2 separate regions of the Sus scrofa genome follow, and region 1 is linked to region 2. A link is a contact called in public Hi-C data. All regions are on one chromosome and are shown on one strand. The core of a region is the stretch at or near the end of the contact, and the rest is flanking DNA. Distances in the headings are between cores, read along the strand shown.

Evidence for each region. Hi-C and Micro-C count contacts between places; a contact is called where the count stands out from the background.
Region 1: a Hi-C map of retroperitoneal adipose tissue shows a contact between it and region 2, with 1.9 times the contacts expected there. A contact is called at or near these places in 1 of 5 promoter capture datasets (liver), 36 of 47 Hi-C or Micro-C datasets (adipocytes, adipose tissue, alveolar macrophages and 18 more) and 2 of 2 datasets of targeted methods (alveolar macrophages and skeletal muscle).

Annotation. Positions count from the first base shown.
Region 1 is chr3:77,575,903-77,580,889 of Sscrofa11.1, forward strand. LOC110259999 (a long non-coding RNA gene) reads right to left here. Exons shown (of 3, transcript XR_002342638.1): 1 at 3,678-4,987. Among named protein-coding and RNA genes, the nearest start is that of LGALSL, 99 kb to the left of the region's middle.
Region 2 is chr3:77,448,231-77,453,120 of Sscrofa11.1, forward strand. No RefSeq gene overlaps it. Among named protein-coding and RNA genes, the nearest start is that of AFTPH, 28 kb to the left of the region's middle.

The sequences.
Region 1 (4,987 bases), core at 844-3,343, 130 kb after region 2:
TTTGGGCCGCTCCCGCGGCATATGGAGGTTCCCAGGCTAGGGGTCCAATCGGAGCTGTAGCCACTGGCCTACACCAGAGCCACAGCAACGCGGGATCCAAGCCGCGTCTGCAACCTACACCACAGCTCACGGCAACGCCGGATCCCTAACCCACTGAGCAAGGGCAGGAACGGAACCCGCAAACTCATGGTTCCTAGTCGGATTCGTTAACCACCTCACCACGACGGGAACTCCTATTTTTTAAATTATACCATGCCAGGAAGTTCCCCTGTGGTGCAGGGTGCAGCTGCAACGCAGGTTCAGTCCCTGGCCAGGGAACTTCCACATGCTAAGGGTGTGACAAAAAAAATGCACTGTGTCAGATGAGAGTACAGATATAGGCCCCTGTAAATGCTTGAGCCTGGCTGGAACAGAGCTTGCGAGTGGGGCTGGAGGTGGAAGAAGATTGGAGAAGGTTGTGGGGCCTGATAGGAAAGGGCCTGCAGGCTGGGCCAAGGAGTTTGCATTTTCATATATCCAAGGACAAGGAATAACAGGATCAATTTGTGCTTTAAAAAAAAAACGAGGTGGAGTTCCCGTCATGGTGCAGTGGTTAATGAATCTGACTGGGAACCATGAGGTGGTGGGTTTGATCCCTGTCCTTGCTCAGTGGGTTAGGGATCCGGCGTTAAGGATCTGGCGTTGTCGTGAGCTGTGGTGTAGGTTGCAGACACGGCTCGGATCCCGCGTTGCTGTGGCCCTGGCATAGGCTGGCTGCTACAGCTCCGATTGGACCCCTAGCCTGGGAACCTCCATATGCCGTGGGAGCGGCCTTAGAAAAAAGGGCAAAAAGACAAAAAATAAAATAAAATAAAATAAAAACAAGGTCCTAGAGAGCAGAAAAGGGTTGTTGGACAAGACTTGGGCTGGTAGGGAGAGAAGGGGGTGGACTGCAGGTGGGGGGTCAGTGGCTGCCTCTGGGGGAGGACCTGGGAGGCAAGGGACCTGGGATCAAGGGTGAAGGGAGGCTTACTTTTACTGTAAATGCTTTTGTCAGATTTATGCATGTGCATTCATTTCCATGTGGCTTTATTTCCTATAGAAATCATTTTATTTATTTTAAAAAGAAAAGCCCAGCAGACCAGGTGTGATGAGGCCTCAGCTGTGGCACTGGTGGTGCGTGGGGTTGGGGAGGAAGGGGAACGTTAGCAGCAGAGTTGAGGACTGACTGGAAGTGGGGATGGTGGATGTGGGAACTGCACCCACACCTCCAAGGACCTGGGGAACAGAACCTTGTAGGGAGGAGGGCTAGAAGGTAGAAAGTTCACCTGCCCCAGGTGACTGCTCTCTGATTCCCCGGGTCAAAACACAAGCATCTAGCAGGTACAAAATATCACCAGGCACTCTGGGCCTTTGGTTCCACTTTCATCCCAGGAGGACATCTATAGCCTAGACATGACCTAGGGGCAAGCCACATGTTATACAGATGACAAGGTCCACTCAAGACCACCAGGAATCCCAACCTAGTCCCTTCCTCCCCCTGCCCCCGAGTCCCTCCTCATTGCTCCAAAGGGAATCTCCACACAACCAAGCTAGGACATTCTCTAAGACTTCTCTGAGTCATTATTTTCTTTTTATCGTGTATGCCATACTTGTCCCAATGACAGTGAACCATAAGCTCTTTAGAGGCAAAAACTTAAAGGTCTTTGTGACCTCACAGAGGCACACCATTTCTTTTCTATATGGTAGGTACCACGAATGTGTTCATTGGCTGGTTGATGGGGACTTCCCAGTTGCCTTCTTAACAGCTCTGCCAACACATCTGCCCTCCCTGCACATCTGCCTTCCAGCTCTGCGGAGCCTAACCTCCTTCCTTCCTCTGAAGGAAACCCCCCCACACCCTTGGCCAAGAAGTCAAAGGTGTGCTCAGTGTTCACCCTCCTTTGGTGGTTTTCCACATTCAGCCCTTCTTTGCCCAGATAGTATCAGCCAAACAGAAAGCAGTAGCCAGAAGTTGTCTTTAAGCAAATGTCTATTTGGCCTCTTGCACATGGAAGGGAACATAACTGTGAAAATGATAATAAGCAGTAATGATCATCATCATTGCAAAGAGGCATCAGTCCCAGCAGCTCCAGTGAGGCACTGGGGTGTCATCACTTCATCTGCAAACAGAAAATGGAACTCACCTGCCTCTGCACCTATAAAGAATGCTCATAATTCTTAGAAAACTGGAAATTCCTTTACACTGGCACTTATTTTTATACTGTTCGTAAGAGCTTTGTGATTACAGCAGTCAGGGTCCCAATATGCTCTTGATATAGGCGAGGGTGTACTTTCAGTGCAATGAAAGGAAGCAACCCATCCCTGGACAGAAAACAATCCACAACTCAGTTTTTCAGGGTTGCTGAGGTTGGATGGTCTCCCCCTGGGGGGCAGGGCCTGGAATGAAATTGCCTGGGGTCCCTCAGCTCTTGTCCCAGAGGAAAGGGCAGATGCTGGGCAGCTCACCAAGGAGCCTTACAGATCTGCCTTTTTTTTTTTTTTTTAATGGCCACACCCGGCATGTGGAAGTTCCTGGGCTAGGGATGGAACTTGAGCTGCAGTTGCTGCCTGTGACCTAGCTATGGCAACTCCAGATCCTTAACCCACTACCATCCAAAAGAACTTACTCTGCCTCTTTTTTTTTTTTTTTTTACACCCACCTCCTCCTAAGGGAGAAAGTTCTGTTCCTTCCTGCCTCTCTGGGCAGAGCAGAAACTGAAAAGGGCTACTTGTTCCTAACAAGTTATATATAGCTCAGCAAATGACCGCTAGGTCTTCAGCCTCAGGTCTGGGAATTGCCTTGTGCAGCCACACCAGGACGGTGTCCCAGTTAGCAGAAAAGCAAGGATGATCTTCTTGTGGCCCTTTATGCTTGTGGCATAAACTGAAGTAGCCCCCCAGTTCTTTGGGAAGGAGAGGACCTCACTGCAGAAATAATTTTCCAGGAAGAGAAGCAGTGTTAGTTGCCTGAATAACATGGGGTCCAGCGCCACCTACTGTCCGCTATAGGAGTTGGCGAGCGTCCTGTTCTCTTGATGGGATGTTTTGGAAACTGGCTTTAACCACCAGAGGGACAGAAATGAGGAGACACATTACCAGAACACAGGGCTGTCGTCCAGCCCAAGAGGGACTATGATTTTGGTGGGAGAAGCTGAGAAGCTACAACCCTAATGCGTCATAGATGGGGGTGTTTCGTGAAGGGATGGGGGTGTCTCTCTCTTGGAAGGAAGCTGAGGTGACTCACAAGTAATATTTAGAGTCTTATTCCCAGAAGATTGGCTTGGGTTTGTCTGCTTGAATATTTTTGCTCACACTAAGGGAAAAAAATACTGGTGCTATTTTATGACTTTTATGCTTTTCAAACTAGTTTCTCAGTGCTCCCCCAGAGCTAGCATATGGGCTATTTACAAAAGTCCTTGCAATCGATCTCACCACCGAACCCACTCCTGCTCCTTGATAATGTCTTTGTATCACAAAAAGCTTCTTTTTATTATCCTCCCACTTCCTGGCTGCCTCAAACCCCCTACTAATCAAAGTCACCATTTGCTCTTTGCTTTACATCGTTCATTTAAACCTCAGAACAGCCCAAAGAGGGGATGTTAATATTCTCATTCAAACATGAAAAAACTGATCCCTGGGGAGATTAAGAGACTTACCCAGGATCTGTCAGCTAATCAGCAGAGATGATATTTGAACCCAGTTATTTAGCTCCAAAACTTTTCACCAGAGTGTTCCATCTGCACCATGAGGGGATAGCCAGCTAGTGCAGAAGAAGCTATTGTATCCAAGAATTTCTGGAGGAGATCAACACCCCTCCAGCTCAGAGGACACTTTCTGCTCTGCACCAGTCCCTGTGACCCCAGGCTTGGCTGGACTCTTGGTGTAAACACCCTCCTTCCTCATAGCATCAGTCCTGCCGCCCCCTACCCCCAGCACAAACACTTCTGCTGACTGCACTCCTCCACACTTGGAACCAGCCCAGACGAGTCATGAGAGCAAAGAGCAGAGATTTTGGCAAGTGTTCAGAATGCCAGGAGGATCCTGGGTTTGTCTGACTCCCTGGACCTCAGCTTCACCCAGTGGAAAACTGGGAAAATTCCCTGCTGGCTCCTCCTTTCCCCTCCTCTCCCAGCCCCTTCATGGTTCTCCACCAGATAGACACACCTCCAGAGGAAGGTTAAATAAGGCCACTCTCTGGAGTCCTCTGAAACAAAATTGTTGCTTAAATATACAGATTCAGAAATAAAGCTTAAGTGGGTAACACGCTGCAGTGGGATCCAAATGCCAGCCTCCACAAATGGGCTAAATGTTCAGGCTGCTGGCAGCCCATGGGAGGTGCTTTGGGGTATTGGAAAAAACATAAGATTAAGAGACCTAGACTTAAATCCTTAGTCTGTCACCCCCAGCTGAGTGATTTTGGGCAAGTCACTTAACTTCTCTGAGCCTCATTTTCTCATTTGTTGAAAGAGGGCAATTCTCTTTCCACCTACAAGGCAATAGATGAACAAGTGCTTTGTAAAGCCCTGCAGGGTGGGAGGTAGCATTTGAAGGAACAGCAGGCGTCAGCAGGATTTAGGTGAGATTTTTATTCACTTTGCCCTTTTCTTACTTCCTCCCCCTACCTCTGCCCCGCCAAAGAAAGAGGCTGTCTCCTATAGAGTGAATCTCAACACACACAATCTCTAAGTCCCTGTGGGCTCATCGCTTTTTTTTAAAGCCAAATGATCTTGGAAAACAGCTTTTCCAACAAAGACCCAGTGGCCAGGGACCACTGGATGCACTTCCTTTAGAGACAGGAAAAGCAGAAGCAGGAAGATCTATGGCAGCATATCCATTATTTGCAAGAGGAAGGCCCGGAAAGGCTATTTATTTCCTCTGTTGCTGCCTGAGAAAGATGGACGTTTGTGGCCAGCGTGGGAGCAGATGCGTCTGCAGCAGCCTCGTAGAGCTCATGCATTCAAGGGGA
Region 2 (4,890 bases), core at 656-3,155:
TGCCCAAATTCCAGATATTTAGAACATATGAAAGTGGTATACGCCAGGCCCACTGTCAGTAGGAGAGGCCTCCTAGGTGGGTCTCTAAGGGTGGCTCTAGGCCTGTTCTGCCCCATTCCTACAGTCTCAGAGTTCCTCTAATGGCCATAGTGATCATGCCATGGGGCGAGATCTGCATGTAAGACCGGCCGTGGACGTGAGACAGAGCAACCTCACAGGATGCAGCTGGAGGTCAACTCACAACCAACCATTGCGGCAACAAGTGACCCTCGTTAGCAACATTATCTGTCCCCTGCACTTGTAGCAGGACACATCATGATGTGGCACTTTTCACTAAAGTGTTCCTCATGCTTTTTATCTCTCCTTTTTTGCAGAATGCTCCTCCTCCTATGTTGTTAGTCTGCTTTGGTGGTGTCATCATTCACAAAATCTCCTAAACAAGAAACTTTCTAGCTATTTATTTTTTATTTTTTTACTCTGTGCCACATTCAGCCAGCCAAGAAATCCTAATTATTCTATCTCTTAAATAATCTCTATCCTCTCTCCTCCACAGTCACTGGTTAGGATTCATCTGGATGGCTAGTCACCTCTGTTTTCTCTAATTCCATCCTCAGCACTGATTCCAATGCTCTGAAAGTCATATTTGATGATGAAGTTCTCTTGCTTAAAAACCATTGGTAGCCCCCTGAGGCCTACACAGGATGAGGACACATTGCTTTTGGGAACCAGGCTTGGTATAGCTAAACAAATGAGATGGGGACAATGATTGGGGGTAAGAGAGTTCCACTGAATTCCTTTCATGTAAGAGGCCACCCACTGTAATCCTGAAAGCCCCACTATGCCCTGGAGTTGAATCCCAATCAACACAAGGGATTGAACTTTGCATTTAAAATCTTTTGTTCCCATTATTCATGCCACCTTAGGCACGAAGGTTTCTCATTTCCTACCCTGCTCTCCTTATAGATTCCAAAAGCACTTGCATTGCTTCCCTAGGATCTACACAAGTGAGAAATGAAGTGCCACGTGGTCAGCCCTATGTAGTCCAGCAGACTGTCCCCCAGAGGGCCTTTCTGTAGTCGGGTGGGTACAAAATTCAAACTAAATTTTCCCTTCCAGTCCTGCCCAGCTTCTAGCTGGAGGAAAGAATGTGGTCTTAGAAGGAGAGAAATTTTCTCTTTTCACACAGGCCCTTGTCTTATACTCGCCTTAGAAAAAATACCACTTTTTCTGAATACTCACACACAAACGCTGCCTAGCTTCTTATAAAAACTGCTGCTTCTGTGTTTTTGTCCTGAATATCTGCATTTTGGGGGTGGTTGGCTCTGGCCACTGCATTTGACAAGAGCTGACAAGCAACCGCTTGTGGATGTCACGGATGCTGTGACTGGACTGTCTCGGGGATGAAGCGATGAGAAGCTGGTTTGGTGTTTATGTACCCAGGCAACCGTCATGTTTACTGGCTGGCTCTTTGGTTGGCTTCCAAACCAGCAGCACCGCACCCGTTAGCACTGGGCTGCATGCTGGTTACTGATGGGTTGCCCTGCCAGTTGTGAGGAATTATTACTTTTCACTTGAGCAATTGGTGGTTTCATTGGAGGAGCAGTTTTACAAACACACATCAGAGTTTCGCCTGACAAAATTCCTAAATGCCCAACGAGGCGGTGAAACCAAGGGGTGTGTCCTTGTCCCAATCAGACTGTCTGCTCCTCTGCTTGAGAGACTGATATATATTGGGCTTATCAACCCATTCGGATTTGTTGAGGTGTGTGTTTGGCATGGATCTAGGCTTCAGAAACCAGGGAGGGCAGGTATTATGGAGAGAGGTCGTACCAGAATCATATGTGCCTTTACAGAGGAAGGAAGGTTGCTCTCACCAGAAGGGTAGTGAGGTAATCAGCCTTCTAGGTCCCCAGTGATCACCACTTCCTAGTGTCTAGGACTTCATGTAATCTCCCCCCGCCCCGAGTGTGAGCTTGACCTAGTGACTTACTTCTAATGAGTAAAATATGACAAAAGTGATGGGATATCCTTTCTGACATTATTTTACCAAAGTCTGTGATCCCCCCTTTCCCTTGTGCACCCTGATGAAGCCAGCTGCCATGTTATAAGCTGCCTTATGGGAAGGCTTATGTTGCAAGGAACTGACGGTCACCTCTAGCCAAGAGCTGGCAAGGAACTGAGACTCTCAACCCAGTGGCCCACAAGGAATTGAGTCCTGCCAATGAAATGACCACTTGGGGGATGGTCTTGAGTGAGCTTGGGAGAGGACGCTTCCCCATCTGAGCCTTGAGTGAGGGCCACGCTGGCCATCTTCTTTTTTATTGGTCACACTTGCAGCATATGGCAGTTCCCGGGCCAGGGATTAAATCCTGAGTCGGAGCTGCAGCTGTGATCTATACCACAGCTGTGGCAATGCTGGATCCCTCACCCACTGTGCTGGGCCAGGTATTGAACCCGAACTTCCTGCAATTCCACAGCAACCGGAGCTGCTGCAGTTGGCTTCTTAACCCACTTTGCCACAGTGGGAATTCCCCTGGCCTGCTTCTGCAGCCTGTGAGAGGCCCTGAGCTGGACAATCCGGCTAAGCCACGCTCACATTCCTGACCCATAGAACCATGAGATCATCAATGTTCATTGCTTTAAGCTGCTAAGCTTTGGGGTAATTTGTTATACAGCAGTAGATGGAAAACTACTACAAGGAGGAAAGACATTGGACAGACAGAAAAAATACACAGATATCCAACACAGAATCTACAAGAACACAAAATAGCATCATTATTCTGGTTTCTGAATGTCCTAAGCTTTCCTTCTCGGACTTTTCCTGCCAGCTCTGTCCTCCTCCCTGACAGAATTTTTTCTTGCCCTTTTTTTTTTTTTTCATATCCTTTATTTCTTTCCATTTTCTTTGCTTTTATAAAAGCTAGCGGGAAAGGGAAAGGAACAGGAAAGAGACATACACTGAGAAACTAGCAATTATGAGGGCCTACTGTGTGTCAAGCACTTTGCAGCCCACTTTCCATGACTGGTCTCATTTAATCATTTCCCCATATACAACCCAGCAATCCCACTCCTGAGCATATGTCCAGAGAGAACCATAATTTGAAAAGATACGTGCACCCCAGTGTTTACTGTAGCGCTATTTACAACAGCCAAGACATGGAAGCAACCTAAATGTCCATCGACAGAGGAATGGATAAAGAAGATATGGTTCAGGAGTTCCCTTTGTGGCTCAGTAGAAACGAATCTGACTAGCATCCATGAGGTTGCAGGTTCAATCCCTGGCCTCACTCAGTGGGTTGAGGATCCGGCGTTGCGACGAGCTATGGTGTAGGTTGTAGATGCAGCTCAGATCTGGCATGGCTGTGGCTGTGGCTGTGGCCAGCAGCTGCAGCTCCGATTCAAACCCTAGCCTGTGAACCTCCATATGCTGCGGGGGTGGCTCCCCCCAAAAAAGAAGCTGTGGTTCATATAGTTCATATATACAGTGGGATATTACTCAGCCATAAAAAAGAACAAAATAATGCCATTTACAGCAACACGAATGAACTTAGAGATTATCATACGAAGTGAAGTATGTCAGACAAATAAAGGCAAATATCATATGATATCACCTATATGTGAATCTAATGAAAATGATACAAAAGAACTTATTTTTAAGGCAGAAATAAACCCACATATTTTGAAATCAAACTTATGGTTACCAAAGGGGAAACCATGGGTGGGGTTATGATAAATTGGGAGGATGGGATTAACACATACACACTACTAAATATAACATAGATAATTAACAAAGACCTATTGTATAGTGTAGGGAGTTCTACTCAATGTTCTGTAATAAACTCCATGGGGAAAAAAGAATGGATATATGTATGTGTATAACTGATACGCTTTTCTGTATACCTGAAACTAATACAACATTTTAAATCAACTATATTCTAATAAAATATTTTTTTAAGGAAGTAGAAGGCAGATAAACTTAAAAAAAAATTTCCCCTAACCCTATGTGGCTGGTTTTATTAGTTCTATTCTGCAGATAAGAACATGGAATCATGAGCATTGACATAACTTTCTCAAGATCGCTTATCAGGGAAGTGGCAGTGATGGGCCACAAGCAAAACATGTTGGTTCCACCGTAGCACACTGCCTCCTGGCATGCAGGTAATTGCTTTTATCCAATAATAATAGGCCCACTTGTTCCTGCTGCTGGGGCATGGGGCTGAGTCCACCATTAGGCCTTCATTCAGAGAGGGCTGACCAGTTTGATTGTACGGCTTTCACAGAATCACTCTGTTCTTTTCTCTCGGTGCCAACAGATAAATTTCTAACCAGAACTGCTGCCAGCTAAACAAATCCCTTGGGGAAGGAATCCCTTCTTCACTCTCCAAGTCAAACTGCTTCTGTGTGAAACTAAGGGTTGAACGTGCCAGGGAGGACAAGGTGCCACCTGTTCCCAAGGGTGCCTATAACAACCCACCCCAGTGGAGGAGGCCAACCAGGAATTTCAGGGCCCAGAGAGGATGTCCTAGGCATCCTCATCAAGGAGCAGGAACCCTCAGCCTTGGCTTCTGCCACACTAGATGGGACATGTGATGGAGTAGAGGGGTTTACTGGCAGATATAACGTTATTCCTTCACCAGGATGGCACCAAATAGTCTCATCAGCTGAACAAGAGAAACCCAGAACAGAGACTAGACTGTAAGCCGTTTCAGAGAAAAACAACTTCCCTGAAATGCTGTTCTGTGCTGTGTGAGTCATAGCTGAACTGCCAAGGGAAGTGTTTTTACAACATCACAGAGGGGACAGTCATAGGCCTAAACCTTTAAAGGACTCATTTTTTTAAAGGTCAACTGCTTTTTCCCTGGAGGGGGTCCTTCTAATAGGGAGTATAGA